Regions from separate parts of the Sus scrofa genome. Here region 1 is linked to region 2. The links are chromatin contacts, called in public HiChIP or PLAC-seq maps. All regions are on one chromosome and are shown on one strand. Each heading gives the region's core, a stretch centred on a gene start, on an enhancer-like site or on the middle of the called end of the contact. The rest is flanking DNA. Distances are from core to core; before and after follow the strand shown. Region 1 overlaps CRYBG1 (absent in melanoma 1 protein). Region 2 holds the start of ATG5 (autophagy protein 5).

Evidence for each region. HiChIP or PLAC-seq counts read pairs in DNA pulled down with a chosen protein or histone mark.
Region 1: an H3K27ac HiChIP or PLAC-seq map of alveolar macrophages shows a contact between it and region 2. The contact joins the enhancer-like site here to the promoter of ATG5 in region 2. A contact is called at or near these places in 18 of 47 Hi-C or Micro-C datasets (alveolar macrophages, blood, brain and 12 more) and 1 of 2 datasets of contacts at active chromatin or transcription factors (alveolar macrophages).

The regions. Positions count from the first base shown.
Region 1 is chr1:72,758,457-72,763,201 of Sscrofa11.1, forward strand. It overlaps CRYBG1 (absent in melanoma 1 protein), which reads left to right. Exons shown (of 22, transcript XM_021090505.1): 22 at 4,399-4,745. The coding sequence ends at 4,487. Among named protein-coding and RNA genes, the nearest start is that of RTN4IP1, 55 kb to the right of the region's middle. Within about 2 kb of position 2,160, at least 11 of the 83 cell types and tissues checked have an H3K27ac peak or open chromatin away from gene starts, as enhancers often do. A contact at or near this core is called in alveolar macrophages and embryonic fibroblasts, where this site is marked.
Region 2 is chr1:72,517,132-72,521,933 of Sscrofa11.1, forward strand. ATG5 (autophagy protein 5) reads right to left here and starts at 3,234. Exons shown (of 9, transcript XM_021090470.1): 1 at 2,979-3,234. It overlaps LOC110259431, which reads left to right. Exons shown (of 3, transcript XM_021084599.1): 1 at 1-48; 2 at 2,791-3,693. The coding sequence ends at 3,443.

The DNA of each region.
Region 1 (4,745 bases), core at 910-3,409, 240 kb after region 2:
ACTATTAATAGTAAGTGCCCCTTACTGTGCTAGACACTGGACCTGCATTTTCTCTCTTGTGGTCTTACAGCAGCCTGAAGAGGCCTGTGTTAGCCCTCCTCCCCCAACTTTACAGCCCCAAAACTGAGGTTCAGAGAGGTTAAGCAGTTTGGCCACCACTTCATACCCATAAGAGCTGAGGTAGAATCCAGATGTGGGCCCACTTTAAACCATCCGTTTTATTATAACTACATTAAACAAATCATGTTAAAAGGCTACGATCTTACCAAGTCATTAGAGTTGGTAATTCTCATGTATATGCATATAACCTTTCATTGCAATGACCTAAGGCTGAAAAGGAATGAAGACAAACAACACAGCCCCAAAGATTTCAACTGGGGGACTTCCTGTCATGGGTCAGTGGTTAACAAATCTAACTAGGAACCATGAGGTTGCGGGTTCGATCCCTGGCCTCGCTCAGTGGGTTAAGGATCTGGCGTGGCCGTGAGCTGTCGTGTAGGTCGCAGACATGGCTCGGATCCAGCGTTGCTGTGGCTCTGGTGTAGGCCGGTGGCTACAGCTCAGATTACACCCCTAACCTAGGAACCTCCATATGCCTCGGGTGCGGCCCTAGAAAAAGATAAAAAATTAAAAAAAAAAAAAAAGATTTCAACTGAACACTTGTTCAGTAAAGTTAACCTGGAGCCAGCTGATTGGTGGTGCCTGGGGAAGAACAAATAAATTTAGGCCAGTGGTTCCCCTGGAGGGCTTGTTAAAACAGACTGCTGGGCCCCAGCCTCAGAGGTTCTGATTTAGGTTCTCAGGTGGAACCCAAGAATCTGCCTATCTAATAAGTTCCCAGGTAATGACCATACTGCCTGGCTAGAACTAGTGATTAAAATTTAAAAACAATGTAGAACAAAACTGACCTTCTAATGTAGACATGGGAATACAGGAAAGGATTGTTGCTACTGACAGGCAAACAAAGACAATGTTTTATTCATGTCACATGGGGGATTTTGCTTTAAATTATTAATGGAGACGCTCTATTCCCTATCTGTGTGGTTATGTTTATAAATTTAGTGAAACCATAATGTGCCATACACACCATTTTAAATCATGGCTCGAAAGTTTTACTTGAGTCAGGGCTCTGGGCCAAGGCTGTCATTTAAAATTAAGATAGGGGGTAAAGAAACACCTGCAACCTGGCTTTAAAGTGGCTTTTCTGAAAAATGGAGAATAAGCCTCAATAGTCACTTCTAGAAGATGGTCAAGAGGGGAAGAGTGGCCAGCCCACTTACCAATGGGATTAGAACTCACAAAGAACCTGAGCAGCAGAAGGGTGCTTGAAGGCAAGTTACTAAGCTAACTGAGCACAAGCCTGACGCTCCATGTAGGGAGCAGCACTGAGCAGTGTCTGACTCCAGGCTGGACAGCCTCACGTCAGACACTGTATAAAAGGCAGGCAGCGCCCCTGGATGTGACACGTCCTTTAGTGTATACACTAGCACAGCCGATCTGCAGTATGTATACAAGTAGGAAACCCATTTTATAGATGAGCAACCTGAGGTGCGAACTATTTAACACCTTAAACTCTGATCAGCTTGTTGAACTGGACCTCCTCAGTCTGTACAATACAAGTTTCAAAACCTCCAGAGAAGCCAAAGAAATGTGACTAAATTGGAAACAATGGGTTTGGGGGAAAACATGGATTCATGTTTCTTATAAATGTGACCAATTTCCTATGTCCAGGGTTAAGGTCATTGTAATCCTTATGAATTAGTTTCTCAGAACACTTCTTTTATTCTTTCCACATGTATTTATTGTGTACCTACTGTGGCTGGCCCTGTGCTGGCAGGTATCAAAGTGAAAAAAAAAGATACTACCTTGGCTTAAGAGAGCTTACATTCTATAAGCTCCAAGCAGAGGGGATTTCCCCACCACTTGCTACATGGGTAGTAAGGCTTACCTGGGTTCTAGTCTTGTCTCTGACAAGAACTATGAGACTCTGGGAGCTTCCTCCTTAGGGTTTTGCTTTAAAGCTCCAAGGTCACTTCCTAACATGCACCATAAATTAGTTCAGTACCGCTGGAATAAGGAGGCTGTTCTATGTGACCTTTCCATAGATCTGTTACACTGGATTTAAATCTCAGGATGTGGGAGGATGATGCCATCTTGTGGACATGAGGGGTAGTGCCACACATCTCACTGTACACTGTACGAGAGCTACGTCTCTTCAGGGCACTTAATAGGAGACCATGACTTTCCTCAGCTATAGCTGTGGACCATCTGTTACCTATTAACATTGCCCCGAGATTTATTAGACCAAATATCTTTCTTCTGACTTATCTCCTGGAGTTTTGGTGACATCCGTGTATTGTTCCAGACCACAGACACTATGACAACAGTTGGAAGCTGATTCATGCTCACTTTAAAAACATCAAGTCTGGGATGATTTTAATTCTCCCCAAAGGCAGAAGAATGAATCAGTTTATTTCAAGAACTTTTCTAGTCTTCATGACTCTAATTAGAATTATGATGTAATATACACAGAAGTTATGTTTTAAGATACTATAATTTTCTAGAATGAAAAAAGAGATTGTGACCTTAGTACTTTCTGAAATCTCAGTGGACTATACCGTGTGTGTGTGTGTCGATGGAGGTGGCGAGGTTTGCTGATGGTGGTAAACTTTTTTTTCCATTGCAAACTTACACATAAAAGGCCCAGGGCACTTTGCTCTTATCTTCTGTCCTCTACGTATCAATGATGACAAACCAGTTCTTATAAGATGGCAGAAGAGGCGATCTTCTCTGCCACCCAAATCTACTGTGTAAGTTTTCAGACCTTTTAGTTTTTTTGTTTGCTTGGTTTTTGCTATTTAGGGCCACACCCATGGCATATGGAGTTTCCCAGGCTAGGGGTTGAGTCAGAGCTACAGCTGCTGGCTTACATCACAGCCACAGCAGCGCAGGGTCTGAGCCCTGTCTGCGACCTACACTGCAGCTCACAGTAACGCCAGATCCTCAACCCACTGATCAAGGCCGAGGATGAAACCTGCATCCTCATGGATGCTTACCAGTCAGATTTGTCACTGCTGAGCCACGATGGGAAGGCCAGACCTTTTAAATGTTTTATAAATGCTTTAAGAGAATGTTTAATTCCTCTTGGCTTAAAGCTGCCATATGATTTGAATGCCAGTCATACTTACCCTGCATAATAGGTAAACAGATTTGTATTTTGATGGACTCATTGGTATATAACGTTGGTAAGAGGCTTATGCTGAAAAGGCTAAGAGATCTGAAAGGATGTTTATTCTGCACTGGAAAAAGTCAGATGAGCCTTCCTTTTGTTAATGATGCTTCTCCATTGAAAGAAGAGGCTATGAGGCTATTTTTTAATACTGAAGTGTCTGAAATACTAGTTGGCACCCTTAGAAAATATTCTTGTGAGAGGGAGTTCACAGAAAGCCTACTGGTTTTACAGTGCAGTGGAACTCAGCATCTTAAATGCTGTGGATTTTTATACACCACTGTCAGAGTTCCCGTTGTGGCACATCCGAAGTGAATCTGACTAGGAACCATGAAGTTTCAGGTTTGATCCCTGGCCTTGCTAAGTGGGTTAAGGATCCGGCATTGCTGTGAGCTGTGGTGTAGGTCCCAGATGGGGCTCGGATCCCGCGATGCTGTGGCTGTTGGTGTAGGCTGGTGGGTATAGCTCCAATTCAACCCTTAGCTTGGGAACCTCCATATGCTGCGAGTGCAGCCCTAAAATAGCAAAAATCAAACAATATATATATACACACACACACCACTGTCCATGGGTTCCCAGACACACACACACACACCACTGTCCATGGGTTCCCAGATGCACACACACACACACACCCACCCACCACTGTCCATGGGTTCCCAGAAGTGGAAGTGCTGCCCTGTCTCCTGGGTGTCCTTCAGACCTCCCCCTTGACCTGATAGAACCATGTGTCATTGTTCACACAGGACTGGTCCCACCTGACAACATTCCACTGCTAAGGCCTGCCTGCTTTTGCCTCACTGGTATCTCAAGTCCACGATTCCACACTGCATCTGTGACCCAGTCTCTTTGTTCCTTTTCCCTTCTCTAGATTCTAAGAGTGACGATGGGAGCTTTTAGGACTTGAGTAGGAAAAGGAGGCCCAGGAGGTCAGACATGCGGGTGGAGCCGCTGGCACCATACGGTGTGGCTTCAGCCCCTTGCCCCGCAGCGCGTGTGCCTCTTTGCCCTCAGGTCCGTTTCTGGGCCTGCTCCCTGCTTTCTTTCCTTGAGGCACATAGTTTTACACCTTGTTACTCATGGGACATGGGTGTTGTGATCAACTGTGTCTGTTCCAGCCCTTCACGGGGGCACATTTCCTTTTCTCATTTTCCTTTTTTTTTTTTTAGGGGGTTCTCAGTATGACCAAAACCACCTTATCCTTAACTCTGTCAACAAAGAGAAGTTAACACAAGAGTGGGAAGCCATGGTCCTATAGACCTGAATGAAGAGTGCAGGAGGAGGATTTCCGGAGGTCTTCCAGCTACCTTATTTTTAAAAAAAGAAAAAGCACCAAGAAGAAGGTGGACCTACTCCTTCAACAGCTCTGGATTCTCTCGAGTCAGGCTGCCATGACCAGGATGACCGCTCATCTGCTCACAAGACTGTAATCCTTTTAAACCATTGTTTGTCCTCCTCTCCTTCTTGCCTTTCATTTCGGTTCAGTAGCTGCTTAAACAGGTTGCCTCCTTAGCAG
Region 2 (4,802 bases), core at 1,984-4,483:
TGACAAGTATTCCAAGCAGGGCAAAGCATCAGCAAAAGCAAGAAGTGGGTAAGAATAGTATGTGTCAGCTTTTAGGAAACTTTATGTTGGGAAGAGTACAAAATGTAAGAGCTGACATTGTTGCATGTTTTAAGATCACACATAATCCAAGGAAAGTCGCTTTACTTCACTAAGTTTCTCTTCTAAACTACAGTTTCATATACACTATTGTACACTGACAATTCATTGGAAAATTTAGCGGGTGCAAAACTGAAAATGACTTCAGGCCTTCCTCTTTCCTTTATTAACTCTGTGGTCTTCCCTAAATCACTATATGGTAACTCCATTCTTCAGCTGCTCAGGCCATAAACCCAGGAGGCATCCATGACCCCTCTTCACACCAGCTGGCGCTAGCTTAGACACAAATCTAGAATCTGGCCATTTCTTACCATCACTATAATTAACACACTGATCCAAGTCACCCTGACCTTTAACCCTGATAAATACAATGACCTACCAACAGAGGTCTCAACTTTCAAAACTCTAGTGAGAGAGTTCCTGTTGTGGCTCAGTGGTAATGAGCCCAACTAGAATGAGGATGAAGGTTCTATCCCTGGCCTCTCTCAGTGGGTTAAGAATCTGGCGTTGCCGTGAGCTGTGGTGTAGGTTGCTTGGATCCTGCAATGGCTGTGGCTGTAGTGTAAGCCAGTGGCTACATTTCTGATTTGACCCCTAGCCTATGAACTTCCATATGCCATGGGTGCAGCCCTAAAAAGACAAAACAAACAAACAAAAAACAACCCTATTGAGACAGGACAGAAGGGGGCAGTACACCATTAAAAGAATGACACAGCCACTGAAGACACACAACAAAAACTGATTAGAACCTACTACACCCAAGAAGGTGAAAGATTTGACTTCCTGTGGACCTTAAGCCTCAATACAGCTCATTATAATACATCAGCATGCTAAAGGACACACCCACAGGCACCATGACAGTTCCAAGGCCAATTGTAAAAGGCCAAAAAGTGGGCAGTGGCCCAATTCCTGGACATTCACACCCCTTCCCCAAAATAGTTGGAATAATCTTCCCACTTGTTAGCCAATGAAATTACCCAGTCCAAAAAACTCAGGGTCACTCTCTCCATCTGAGACTGACCACATTCTATTGAATGTGTATGTATCTCTATAAATAAACCTGCGTTCACTTTGCTACGACTCATTCTTGAATTCTTCCCTGAATGAAGCCAAGGACCCTCACTTGGTGGCGCATCCCAGGAACTCGCCCAAGACCTGGGACATGTCATCCTCTTGCACCCCGTTTTCCTGCAACATAACCGTCTCATTCAAAGTAAAATCTAAAGTTCTTACAAAGTCCCACCAGCCCTGTATGACCTGGCCCCCACTCTGACTGAATTATCCACTTCTCTCCCTGCCTTGCTCCCCCATTTCCAGCCAAACTAGCTTATGTGCTCCTGCCTCAAGGACCTTGTGGGTGCTCTGATGGCCCTTTCCACTACATTCACATGACACCCTTATTTATTCATACTAGGTTTCTGCTCAAATGTCATCTTTTCTAAGTCCACCACCACCACAATTTCTTATGCATGGCACCAGCACTACCCATTCCCCTTCACTGCTTTATTTTGCCTCCAAAGGACTTTTCACCACCTGACACGCATTTTAATTATTTTATTTTTATTAAAGTATAGTTGATTTAAGGTGTAGTGTCAATTTCAGCTTTACAGCATATTGACCCAGTCATACATACATATATATTCTTTTTCTCGCACTGTCTTCCATCATGTTCTATCCCAAGAGACTGGATATACTTCCCTGTTCTGTACAGTAGGACCTCATTGATTTTGCATACTAAATGTAATAGTTTGCATCTACCAACCCCAAACTCCCTGTCCATCCCATTTCCTCCCTTAAATAATTTTTATATTAATGTCTCCCCCACACCCTCAAAGTGAACTTCATGATGGCAGGGATTTTTATTGCCTTGTTCACTGTCTATTGTTTTGTTTACTTTTTATTCAGTGCCTGGAACATAACGGGCACTTGATATCTGTTAAATTAATAAAGCAAACCTACACCTGAAATGTGTACATTATTCTAAAAATTTATATCCATATAGTACCATTCTGTTCACTTTTCCCATTTTAATCAGCATAACTTCGAGGATTAAAGCACACGTTTAAACTCAGTGTAAAATTCTATAATTTCCCTCAACTTCTACTCTCAGCCCAACATCTTTACTTTCAAATTCAACCAATAACTCCCTTTATGGAAATCACAACATAATTCGGTTAAGATTCAAGTACCCATACTCCCAAAGGCTCTGAAATTTATCAAGTAAATTCTGGAAGGCCTTGGAAGTTTCAATGCTGCTTAATAGTCTCTGGGTTCTGATTCTTGCTGAAAACAGGCTGTGTCTCCCCACCCCTCAGAAAAATCTAGAACCAATCCAGTTTCCCTAGGTTCCTCAAGTTCAGGTGTGACTTGAAACTAATCCAAAGTATAATTAAAGTATGTCAAAGTGTTTTGCCAACGGAAAATGGCTTTGCTGGGACTAAATGTTACTATTAAAATGAGACAATGAGTGCCGTTGAGAAGATAAATTAGGAGAAATACCCATCGATTTCGGATAGAATCCAAGGGCTGTAAAATAACTATGATCTAAATTACTATCCCACGAAAAACGCAGGTCCTGAACAAAACTCTAGAGCCCGCAATGAGACCCTGGCTTCCTACATTAGTAAGAAGCAGACCGATTCCCCAAGAGACCGCACAGACTACACCCTACAGCCTGCACTAGGGCTCGGGGGCGGCGCCTGGCCAACGCCATCTCCCTCGGAGGAACACCTTCAGGCGCCACCACCGCCCTGAGGAGCGCTCCTCTCACCAGCCACACGCCCCTCCTTCTTACCACACCTACCCGGCACCTCCCCAACCCACTTCCTCACTCTGGGGTGACAGACACACATATACCCTACCAGAAGCGCCGGCTTCTCCTCCGGCTTCTCCTCCGGCTTCCCGCACTAGTGAGGACGCTCGGGTCCCGGGCACTGGCGGGGCGGCGGCGCAGAGCACCCGACACACTGTCCCGCAGAGGCTCCCCAGCTGGTAGCCCCGAGGGCCGGCACAGCCGCAGGAGGCACCCGCGCGGAGGTCGGAGCCAAGCCCTGCGGCACTTCCGCCCTCCGGTATCCAGCCAAGACAACCTGCAGCCGGGAAGCCCACCGCAAGTCCAGTCACTCTCGGCGCCCGGAGATGACGTCACGAAACCCACGTGGCCCGCCACTCCGCCCTCTGAGTTGGGCCCAACCCCGCAAGGAGGGCAGCGCTTGAGCATGCGCAGACTGAGCGGAGAGCGTGAATGTGAGGCTAAACCTCTGGCAAGTTCAGAGCTTCTGCAGTTTCCAGAGTCCTGTGCGTTTGGCATAGCCGTTGGTGTTTAGAGAGCTTAAGAGCAAAGAGTTTTACAAATGCTGAGACATCGTCTCGCTAGAGCTTGAGCGCGGCATCCCTCTCCTGGCTTCACAGAGTGATAGTAGTAAAAGGTTGGTTTTCAGAATATTTTTGAAGCCGTCCACCTCAGAATGGGACTTGAACCCACTGGCTGGGACTCAGACCCAGTCAAGACTCAGGGTGGGACTTGAACCCACTGTGTTTTACTTAAAACCACACACCTGGTCTCAGGACTTACTGGTAAGTTCAAGCTCAGTGTTTAAGCACAGAAGGAGTTCTGGGAGAGGCAAAGTGATAGGTAAGAAGTAGATTTATTGATAGTATGGGCCGCTCAGAAGGCAAGAGCAGCCTGGAAGATACACATTCCATAGACAGGATATGGCGCACCTTAAAAGGCCAGAGAGTGGCCCCAAAATGTGGAGTGGATAGTTTTTATGGGCTAGGTGATGTCATAGGCTAACAAGTGGGAGAGTTATTCCAGCTATTTTGGAGAAAGGGCAGGGATTTCCAGGGCTACTGGAAAATGGGCTACTGCCCACTTTTTTGGCCTTTTATGATCTGCCACAGAACTGTCAAGGTGCCTGTGGGTGTGTCATTTAGCATGCTGATATAGGACAGTGAGCATATAATGAGGTTCAAGGTCTACTGGAAGTCAAATGTCCCTCCATCTTGGGCCTAGTAGGTTCTGATCAGTTTTTGTTGTGTCTTCAAGGGCTACATCATTCTTCTAAAGGTTGTGCCCTGTCCACTTCTTTCCTGTTTCATTTTCATATCTATCTTCTCATTTTATCTTTCCCATGTTGTCAGAGCCACAGCAAGGGTTAATAGCCACATTTAACAGAAGACTAAATTATCTGAATATTAAAGCCCTTCCATCCATACAACTGTGCGTATCCATGTCTTCCTGTTGGTGAAAATAACAAGCAATTAATAAACTCACTTCTAGAGTGTTTGAATTGGATCTATCCAAAAGTCCCACCAGGTCTTTAACATTTTTCTCTTAATTACACATGCCATTCAACATAATGCATGCATGCCAAGTAAACACTACTGTGTTGAGACTCATGATAGGTTCCTGATAATTGGGAGGATTAGGGAAATCCTAGTAGTAGCCATAGGATTCTTTTTAAAAGAAGGATCTTCTAGGTTATCTAGCCCAGTGATTTTTCCAATGGTGAATCACAACTCATTGGTGAGTCATCAAATCAAGTTGGTGGGTCATGACTAGCATTTGTTAAGTGGAAGAAAAAATAAGGGAAATATTGGTATGCTTTACATATGCTAAGGATAAATATTCTTTCCTGAAATTCATTAATACGTTTGTGACATACATTGGATAGAAGTGTGAA